2 separate regions of the Mus musculus genome follow, and region 1 is linked to region 2. A link is a contact called in public promoter capture Hi-C data. All regions are on one chromosome and are shown on one strand. The core of a region is the stretch at or near the end of the contact, and the rest is flanking DNA. Distances in the headings are between cores, read along the strand shown. Region 1 holds the start of Sstr4 (somatostatin receptor 4). Region 2 has its middle 60 kb from the start of Gm25516.

Region 1 (5,153 bases), core at 762-3,261, 580 kb after region 2:
AAGAGATTTGACCTTTGCAACAGTGCTATGCTGTAGGTAGGGCCTCTTGGCATCAACTTAATACCAGTTCATTGAAGCAACTTTTAAAAGACAAGATCAGATGGCCCCACCAGTCCCTGAACCTCATTCATGACACATGTTCAGAGCCCGAGGCAAAGAGTATGGAGGCAGGAAGTACCAGGAAGGAACTTTTGAGGAAGAAGTAGGAAGATTCCAAAAGCTCACCCGGAGAACTTCAGGAAAGACTTTTCCAGGAAGAGAGAGTACTGAATGCTCAATAGGTGAAGGGACCTCGGAGGAGGTGAGTCCAGGGAAGGGGACAGACAGACAACACGCTTGACCTGGAAATAGAGGTAATCTGTGGAACAGTTACTGAAGAGTCTCTCCAGAGTCCAGAGTTACACAGAAAGCACTGGACACCTCCTTCCACTAAACATTTCCTCTGCTTTTTTTCTGTGTGAGGGTCCAGGCCCCTCCCATGGAGACATTGATAGGAATAAGACTAAAGGAAAAAGCAGGCACATTTAAGGACTGACCACAAAAGGGGTCATGCCCTTTAGGGCCAGCTCTTCTCTAGGGCCTTGCTTTAGCAGCTTATCTAGGGCAGAAGTGGAGGGTTCCCTGCTCATGTCTAGCAGTGAGTTTGGAAGCAGGGATGGATGACACAGGCTGGCAAGCCATCTTTCTTCCTGTGGCAGGAACCTCCATGAGTGAGTGCCATGTGGGAGTTAGCAGGTCTCTCTGTCACTGGAGTCCACTTACTCAAAGCACCTGGGAGACAGGGATTCACTTTCTTTTTCTTTTTCTCTTTTATTTTTTTTTCTTTGTTTTGTTTTTTGAGATAGGGTTTCTCTGTGTAGCTCTGGCTACCTCACTCTGTAGACCAGGCTAGCCTCTGCCTCCCAAGTGCCAGGATTAAAACCGTATGTCACCACTAGCATTCTCTCTCTGTCTCTCTCTCTTTCTCTCTCTGTCTCTGTCTCTCTCTCTTTCTCTCTCTGTCTCTGTCTCTCTCTCTTTCTCTCTCTGTCTCTGTCTCTCTCTCTCTCTCATGTGTGTGTGTGTGTATATATATATATATGTATATATATACATGTGTATATATATATATATATATATATATATATATATATATATATATGAATGATGGGAGGCAGATGCATGCATGCCACAGTGGGAAATAGAGGTCAAATTTCTTTTCTTGTGAATCATAGGGATAAAATTCAGGTCTTCAGGCTTAAGAGCAAGCACTTTTATCCCTGAGCCATTTCACTTGCCTGAGGTTAGTTATCTTGGGGTTAAAGGTATCTCTAGTTCTCCTAATACCACTCCATTTCCTGAGGACCTTAATTCCATGCAGATTCAATTTAAAAGATTCAGAGGGCCAGTGTTTGGGGTGAGGGAGGGCGGGCGGGCAGGAAGAGAGGGAGAGATCCAAGACACACACCCCAGGACCCCAACTCCACCTCTGGCCTCTTATCGACCTTGAATCCACAGAAATGTCCATAGAGACTTTCAGTTTCCCTCATCCCTGGACTGAGCTAAAGGACAATACAGGACTTTCTGAACATTGAAAGAGCAGGGAAGGGCTGTCAGGTGCTGGGATGATGGCTCTGCGTGCTTGGGTGCTTGGGGTAATCTGGGGCCATCCAGATACTTTAATACCCAGAAAACTGTAGGTAGTGAGCGAGCGATTCGGAGAGAACCAGGATCCTAAGGGGAGAGGATCTGAAGAGCTGACGGAGGCGAGATCTAGCGGCACACGGTAGGACGGGTTCCAAGTAAAGTTTCTGATAGCCCGGCGAAACTGGCAACATGGCAGAGGTGGCGCAGGTAAGAAAAGCCCACAAGAGCTCTTCGGGCAAAGGCACCTGAGGTTGGGCGCGCGAAGGGAAGGGCGCGCGCCGGGCAAATGGAGCTCCCGCGGCCGAGGGGCGCGCGGCAGCGCAGGGATTGGCGGGTGCTCCCGGGCCCCCGCGCACTTCTTAGGCGGAGCGGCTGAGCCGAGCGTGTGCGCGCGCGACCCCAGCCCGCCTCTTGGTCCTTGGCTCAGCGCTCCGCTGCTCTCCACCGCATTCCGCTGCCCGGGGTGGGCACCCCGAGACATGAACGCGCCAGCAACTCTGCCTCCGGGGGTCGAGGACACCACCTGGACCCCTGGGATCAACGCCAGCTGGGCTCCGGACGAGGAGGAGGAGGATGCGATGGGGTCCGACGGCACAGGGACAGCGGGCATGGTCACTATCCAGTGCATCTATGCGCTCGTGTGTCTGGTGGGCCTGGTGGGAAACGCCCTGGTCATCTTCGTGATCCTACGCTATGCCAAGATGAAGACAGCCACCAACATCTACCTACTCAACCTGGCCGTCGCCGATGAGCTCTTCATGCTCAGCGTGCCATTCGTGGCCTCGGCGGCTGCCCTGCGCCACTGGCCGTTCGGGGCGGTGCTGTGTCGCGCAGTGCTTAGCGTGGACGGCCTGAACATGTTCACTAGTGTCTTCTGCCTCACCGTGCTCAGCGTGGACCGCTATGTGGCTGTTGTGCACCCTCTGCGCGCCGCCACCTACCGGCGGCCCAGCGTGGCCAAGCTAATCAACCTGGGAGTGTGGCTAGCATCCTTGCTGGTCACCCTGCCCATCGCAGTCTTCGCTGACACCAGGCCAGCTCGTGGGGGCGAGGCCGTGGCTTGCAACCTGCACTGGCCTCACCCGGCCTGGTCTGCGGTCTTTGTGATCTATACTTTTTTGTTGGGCTTCCTACTCCCGGTTCTGGCCATCGGATTATGCTACCTGCTTATTGTGGGCAAGATGCGCGCTGTGGCCCTGCGGGCTGGCTGGCAACAACGGAGGCGCTCAGAGAAGAAGATCACTAGGCTCGTGCTAATGGTGGTGACCGTCTTTGTGCTATGCTGGATGCCTTTCTATGTGGTGCAGCTTCTGAACCTGTTTGTCACCAGCCTCGATGCCACTGTCAACCATGTGTCCCTCATCCTGAGCTATGCCAACAGCTGTGCCAATCCCATTCTCTATGGCTTCCTCTCTGACAACTTCCGGCGCTCTTTCCAGCGGGTTCTGTGCCTGCGCTGCTGTCTCCTGGAAACAACTGGAGGTGCTGAGGAAGAGCCCCTGGACTACTATGCCACTGCTCTCAAAAGCAGAGGGGGTGCAGGATGCATATGCCCTCCTCTGCCCTGCCAGCAGGAGCCCGTGCAAGCAGAACCTGGCTGCAAGCAAGTCCCTTTCACCAAGACCACTACTTTCTGAAAACCATTTTACCCTCCCTCACCTCGCCTGCAAACGGGTCTGCGCCACTCTCTCAAGCCAGCAACTTCAAGAACAACTCCTGTTTTCACTAAGCCAGGCCCTTTCAGCAGCCTGTGTGCTGTCCCCAGGAGCCTCAGGACTCCTGCTAGTCCCTCCCTCTCCTAGGACTGGCTCCAAGGACACCTCCATGGGGGTAGGACTGCCCTGGGATTTGGGCTAAAGTACCATCCATTCCTGGGCCTCTGGCAATTTTTCAAGAGGTGGGAAGCAGGTGGTGGTCAGAAAGGAATGTCTACCCTTGTGTGACTTGTGACAGTGACTGCTTGAAAGAGCCCTTGGGAGGCTGAGGTAGGCAGAGCCTGTGCTCTGTGTAGGCTCTTTGCTGTATGGTAGCATAGTGTGTATGGTGAGACAAGGGAGAAGATAGGATAACTCCAAGTGGTTTCCCTCTGTGTCGGTCTGAGGCTCTCGTTGCTAAGTGAGATGTCTACGTAACAGACGAGGGCACTTGCACTGTCACTGTACAAGTGTTTTCCAGTTGTCAAGGGGCCAGTAGAGACTTCCTGTGAGTGTGAAAGGCTTAAAGAAGCATGATGTGGGGCGGTTTTGCAAGGCATAAAACTTCTGGTCAGGAATTCAAAGGCAGAAAGGATTAAAATCTCATCAGCTGCAATTTTTTTTCCACCCCCGTCCCTGATTGCAGGAATATGAAACCCCATTAAAGCCCGAGCTATGCTATGAGGGGGAAGGTGTCGGAAAAAGACCAGAGAACTAGGTGGAGGGGAAACAGACTCTGTTTTGACATCAGATGATGACCACAGTGAAAAGCCATTCCTGTGCCTTGTAAGTTAACCACAGCTTCAGTATACTTCCCCTGAGGAAGATTCACAGCCTGTAAGAGCTTTACTTAGGCTAAAGCGCTGGAGGGAACCCAGCTTATGCAGCATCTGGGTGAGAAGTGGCTGATTACAGCCCAGATCAGTATAGCAAAAATGCCCTGCTGAGTTCTACTGAGCCATCGCTGGTGGTACTAGAACAACGAGCCAAGAGGGGGAGGAGGAAGCACAGGGTAGTCATCTGGGCAGTCTCCACAGCTGCCTGGCAAGGGAGAGTGTTCTTGAAAAGAAAACACCTGGATCCTATCATCCTAAAGAACATAGCCCTGTGTCTTCTAGGGCAGTCAGCATGAGTTCTATCTAGCTGTTGGGAGGCTAATGAGGATCCAGAGTGAACCAAGAAGTAGAGTGGGGCCTGAGGGAATGCTCCACCACCCTGTGGGTTACAGTGAATCTCTGAAACCCTGGGAGAAGCAGGAGGTGACCTTTTTCTGGGCTTCTTGCCCAGAGCCATGACTTGTATGACAGTAGCAGCTGCCTGGTATGTGGGAAATGGACAAGGCGGCTGAATTCTGGTCCCAGGCACAAATATCTTAAAACCCAAGCAGGTCACTCAGGCCAGGTCTTCAGAATTTTTGCCTGGAAAAATCAACTGCTCCTTGTTGTTTGGCAACTCTTTAGCTGACCCAGTGTTTTCTGTTGTTTTAGCTATTGTTGTTCTGTTGCTGTTGAGACAAGATCTCATGTAACACCAGCTAGCCATCAATTCACTACATAGTAGCCGAGGATGGACTTAAACTTATGATCCTCCTACCTCTACCCACTGAGTGTTGGGATTAGATTGTTCAGCATCATGCCTGTTCCATGTTAGGGATAAAACTCAGCGCCTCGTGGAGGCTAGGCAGGCACTTTACCAACTGAGCTATATCCCCAGTCCCACATGGTGACTCTTAGCAGCTAAGACTGGAGATTCCACCTTCCCCACCAACAGTAGAAAAGAGAAAGTTAAGTGTGTGGACATAGACCTGTTGCATTCTCACTTTCTGAAATAGTC
Region 2 (4,545 bases), core at 844-3,343:
GCCGCTGGTCCCATCGCATCCACAATAAGGACAAAGCAGGGGAAGCATAGGCTTGCTCAGTTTCCTTTCCCCCTATGTAACTCGGGATTCTGGAGAGGAAATGGTAATTACTTACAGTGGATTAATCTTCCCACCTCAACTCGATCAAGATGATCTTAGAAAGGTGTGACTACAGGCCTTTCTCATAGGTGATTCTGGATTCTGTCAAGTTGATGATTAACACTCTCTCATATACTGTCTAGTCTAAATTCATACTTACTAAGTCCAATAACTTAGGTGAAGGTTTTATGTCAAAGACATACATAAGCCTTTGGCTTAATAGATACTTTTTCTCTTCCTCAATTCTAAATCCACATGCATTCTTGTGCATTCACAAGCTCAAGCGCATGCACGCTCACATGCAATAACATTCTTGCATTCACAAGCATGCTATATACTGCTGCAGACATGCTTTCATGAGGCTAGCATGCACATGTACTTGCACATGCTGAGGAAGATGAAGACAGTCACACAGGTCTCATATACATGTGGGATTTAGAGGCTGCAGCACTGAAGAAAAAAAAGTCATGAATCCATGAATCAAAACAGAGTTTCTCAAGTGCTTTTCTTATAGTTCGATGGTAAAGCAGTTGCCTAGTTTGTGTGAGGCCATAGGCTTGGTCTCCAGCACTGCAAGTAAACAAAATAAAAGAAATAAGAAAAAGTTTATATACCACAGTGTTGACCTTTGGTGTGTTGTGTTCACTGCAAAATCCTCAGTCCTAGTTTTCTCATCTGATAGATGCAATAATGAGACTCTTTCATCTCAGAAGCTGTTTCTTTGATAAATATCAGAAAAGCTCCTGGCCTCTTGGAGGCATGAGCCCAAACCTCAGCTACATCTTATGATGGTTCATTCATTTCCAGACTTGCTTTCTCCTCAGTTACAGCGAGTGCTTCTGGTCCCTAGATCTGTTGGGAGGAGAGTAAAAGGAACACCAGGACATAGTCACCAGTATGAAGGGCTTGTGTTCATGGTTGTACAGCAGAATGGATGGTACCCACTCATGTTGGGTAGGATTCTGTCTCTTCCCACTTCTCTCTCCTGAATGGCAGAGGGAACCCTACTCCCTCACCTTCTCAGAGCAGCAGAAAATCTTCCTGTATCCTCTGAGTGAACTTAACACTATGTCCAAACATCATATAAGCAGTAACAAGAGGAAACCCCTCACACCCACTTTGGTACACCTTGGTGTTTGCCATTATTAGAACAGCAAACGGAGTGCTGTTGATTCACAGGCTTGTGGTTTACCAACCCCAGCAGCTCAGTTCCTCTTCCTACCCTGTGACTCATGAATACGCACCAAATCCTAAATAGTTTATTTACTGTTTGAATGCCTTTTTGCTTCTTGTCCTATTTCCCTCTGGACAGATAACCTAAGGTGCTTTCTTTACTCACAGAAGTAAATATGCAAACAAGAAATATTCTTTTAGGAATAAAGCAAGACAGAACACCAGAAATTTTGCAGACAAGGGAAGAAAAACGTCTACTACTGGGCTTCACTTAAAAAAAAAAAAAAAAAAAAAAACTCAGTTCTAATATCGAACCCAGCACAATGCTCATTCACAGAATATTTTTGCATCAGGTGAAATTATATAGAAACCTTACTTAGAAGAACCCTGAAGTATGGTGATGTTCAGGACAAAGGACTTGGTCCGCCAGAAGGTGATCATGAGTCCTGGCTTCCTTTGGGGGAATGGAAGGGATTGCTTGGTAACCCATCCTACTTCACAGGCCCTCTATGGTGTGGCCATGTGAGCTGTGTCCCGGGCTAGGACCATTGAGGAGCTGAAGAGCTTGGTAGAAAAACCTAACTGTAGACTACCAAATCTGTACTTCAGGAGAGTGCAGGTGAGCCGTGTGCATGTTCCAATTAGTGACCTTGGCAAATGCTGCCAGAATTTTGCTGGCCACATATTCCAAAGGTTAGTCTATGTTTCACTGAAATTTACAGAGTAACTTTTCCAAAGTTTTTTATCTAGATAATGGCAGAGGTGAGTGCTTCTTGGAGCACAGTGTTTGCTGTCATTGTCCCCGAGCCTCCCACATGGACAGCACTGTTGCAAACTTCCTAGTCTGTCCTCCAGCAAGAGCTTCCCTATGGTGCTTCCTTGGTTCAAGTGAGAACTTGTATCTTTAGATGATTACAAACCACTCTCTCCCTCTGCGAAAACATCCAGTCCCTTGCCCTAAGAAGAGTTTAGGACACCAGGACAGCCCATATCTGAATTCTGTGCAGATTTTTTTTTCTTTCTGAACATCTCCGGTCAAGTTCAGAATCTCTACTTTTCAGAACCATTCCCCCTAAAGTGGTCCAGGGTTTGTCCCTCTGCTGCTAGGGCCACTTGATGCCATGTCGTGGGTGAGCAGTAGATTTCACATTTTTCTAATGCACTAGTGTGTGACTAGAATTATAATTATCCTCTCGTTTCCAGGTGGTTCATTGGCAAACTGGCAGGCTGGATGCTGGCGCTGTTTCTTTGTATTCTCTCACATGTTATACACGTGAGAGACAGAGCTATAGAGAAGGCTTTGAGTCTCAACCAACAGCAACAATAAATCTTCTTGTAATAACACTCTGTACCTGTGTGTTGGTTAGTTTTATGTCAGCTTAAAACATGCTAGAGTCATTTGAGAAGAGGAAACTTAAGTTGAGAAAATGTCCTTACTAGAATACCCTATCAACAAACTGGGGTTCATTTACTTGATTGATGGTTAATGTGGGAGGGCCCAGCTCACTGGGCACTACGCCACCTCCGGGCTGGTTATCCTGGGTTCTATAAGAAAGCAGGCCTTGCAAGCCATGAAGAGCAAGCCAGTAAGCACTATTCATTCTTGGCTTCTGCTTTATGTCCCGCCTCTGAGCTCCTACCTCAAGTTCCTGCTATGACTTCTCTGGATAAAGTACTACAAGCTGTAAAATGAAATTTTATCCTTTCCTCTCCAAATTGCCTTTGGTAATGGTGTTTTATCACAATAGTAGAAACCTAAGTCAAACAGCCACAACAGGAGACATATAGACCATAGACACTGACGCTTGACAAGAAGTGCAGTCCAGAAGATTAGCCATAAGGTGCAAATGTAAGCACATCACTTAAACTTGTGTAATTTTCTTGGTAGTGCTTCTGTTTCTAACAACTGATCTCAATGGCCTCTGGGCAGTCAAGTTAAAGATTATCCTCGGTAATTTAATAAATCTATTATAACCACCTAGTGGGTGTTTTCTATGACTGTGTTATTGATTCCATTGTGTAGAAGAAACAGGGAAGGCTCTGACAGGTTAAGTCACTACCTAGGCCTAATACACCACACAGTAGCTTCAAATTCTTCTACATCACTGTAAAATTTGTGTTGTCAGTCATGATGCTGAGCTCTTGTGAAGAGGCAGTAAGAGAACAGGGAAAGATGCAAAATAATTTTTTTACAATATTTCCACTAGTCTAGCTAACAGAGTTATTATTACTCTCTGGAGATACAACACAAATCAAAAGGCAATTGAAATAGAGCCTAACCTGACTTAAATTCTGACTCGGCCACTTAAGAGCTTAGCAAATTTAAGTAAATCCTCTCACCTCTCTGATTCCCAATCCATCACCTATACAGAGGGATTCCTCATGCTAGCTTTAAAGTCTTGCTGTGTGGCTAAATGGTAAATTATCTTGAGACCATAGAATATCTAACAAGGCCTCTAACCCACAGATGGGAAATTAAATAGATGAAAGATAAAAAAGATAAGACATTTCAACACATGGTTATACAAAACTCATTTTCATGTTTTTCTTCCCCAAGAGAATGAGTATGGTCTTAGAATGAAAGTTACATCCATTGCTCCGTTCAGGACAGATTCATCGAGAAATTGAATCTGAATGGTGAGGCATAGTGTCAGGGCCATAATTTTGGAGGCTCTGAATTTAGAATCTCATGACCCAAAGCTGGAGAATGAGTAAAAAAAGCAGTTGTTGAAAACACAGAAACCATGTGTTAATCTTGGCATGAGTTAGGAGGGCATGGATGGGCACTTCAGTTGTCTTTTAAGAAGTAGGACAGGGGTCAGCAAATTTGTTTTGCAGAGAGCCAATTAGTAAATACTTTAGGCATGTGAGCCCCAGAGCCTCTGTCTTATGACTTAGCTCTTCCACTGTGGCAGAAAAGCAGTCACATAGCCTGCCATTAAACTCACAGGTCTGTCCCAATAAAGCTTTATAAAAATAAGACAGACAGGCACGGGGTTTGGCATGAGCACCATGGTTTTTCCACTGCTGATACAGAGTTTTAAATTAGCTTGAGAGTATCATCATCAAGAAACGCCCCACTTGAGAGGGGGGTATTTAAAAAGGTATTAAGATCCCAAAATATAGTTCAAGAGAATTTATAGGAAGGGATAATTTCTGGAAGTGGGGGTTCATGAAAAATTAATTCTTTTTTACTGTCTTAAAAATGACTCTGGAAAACGTACAAGGGAGGGGAGTGTTTTCACTATTCTGTCTGAAAATATCCTCCAACAG

Evidence for each region. Promoter capture Hi-C pulls out the DNA fragments that hold promoters and counts their contacts.
Region 1: a contact with region 2 is called in a promoter capture Hi-C map of liver, with 2.6 times the contacts expected there. The contact joins the promoter of Sstr4 here to the enhancer-like site in region 2. A contact is called at or near these places in 14 of 39 promoter capture datasets (the 3T3-L1 cell line, 3T3-L1-derived adipocytes, the C10 cell line and 8 more), 14 of 484 Hi-C or Micro-C datasets (adipose-derived mesenchymal stem cells, cardiomyocytes, cerebellum and 7 more), 6 of 115 datasets of contacts at active chromatin or transcription factors (embryonic forebrain, embryonic hindbrain, extraembryonic endoderm stem cells and 3 more) and 1 of 9 other capture datasets (embryonic stem cells).

What each region holds. Positions count from the first base shown.
Region 1 is chr2:148,393,366-148,398,518 of GRCm38.p6, forward strand. Sstr4 (somatostatin receptor 4) reads left to right here and starts at 2,012. Exons shown (of 1, transcript NM_009219.3): 1 at 2,012-3,399. The coding sequence starts at 2,106. The coding sequence ends at 3,263.
Region 2 is chr2:147,812,433-147,816,977 of GRCm38.p6, forward strand. No RefSeq gene overlaps it. Among named protein-coding and RNA genes, the nearest start is that of Gm25516, 60 kb to the right of the region's middle. Within about 2 kb of position 2,094, at least 14 of the 459 cell types and tissues checked have an H3K27ac peak or open chromatin away from gene starts, as enhancers often do. A contact at or near this core is called in liver, where this site is marked.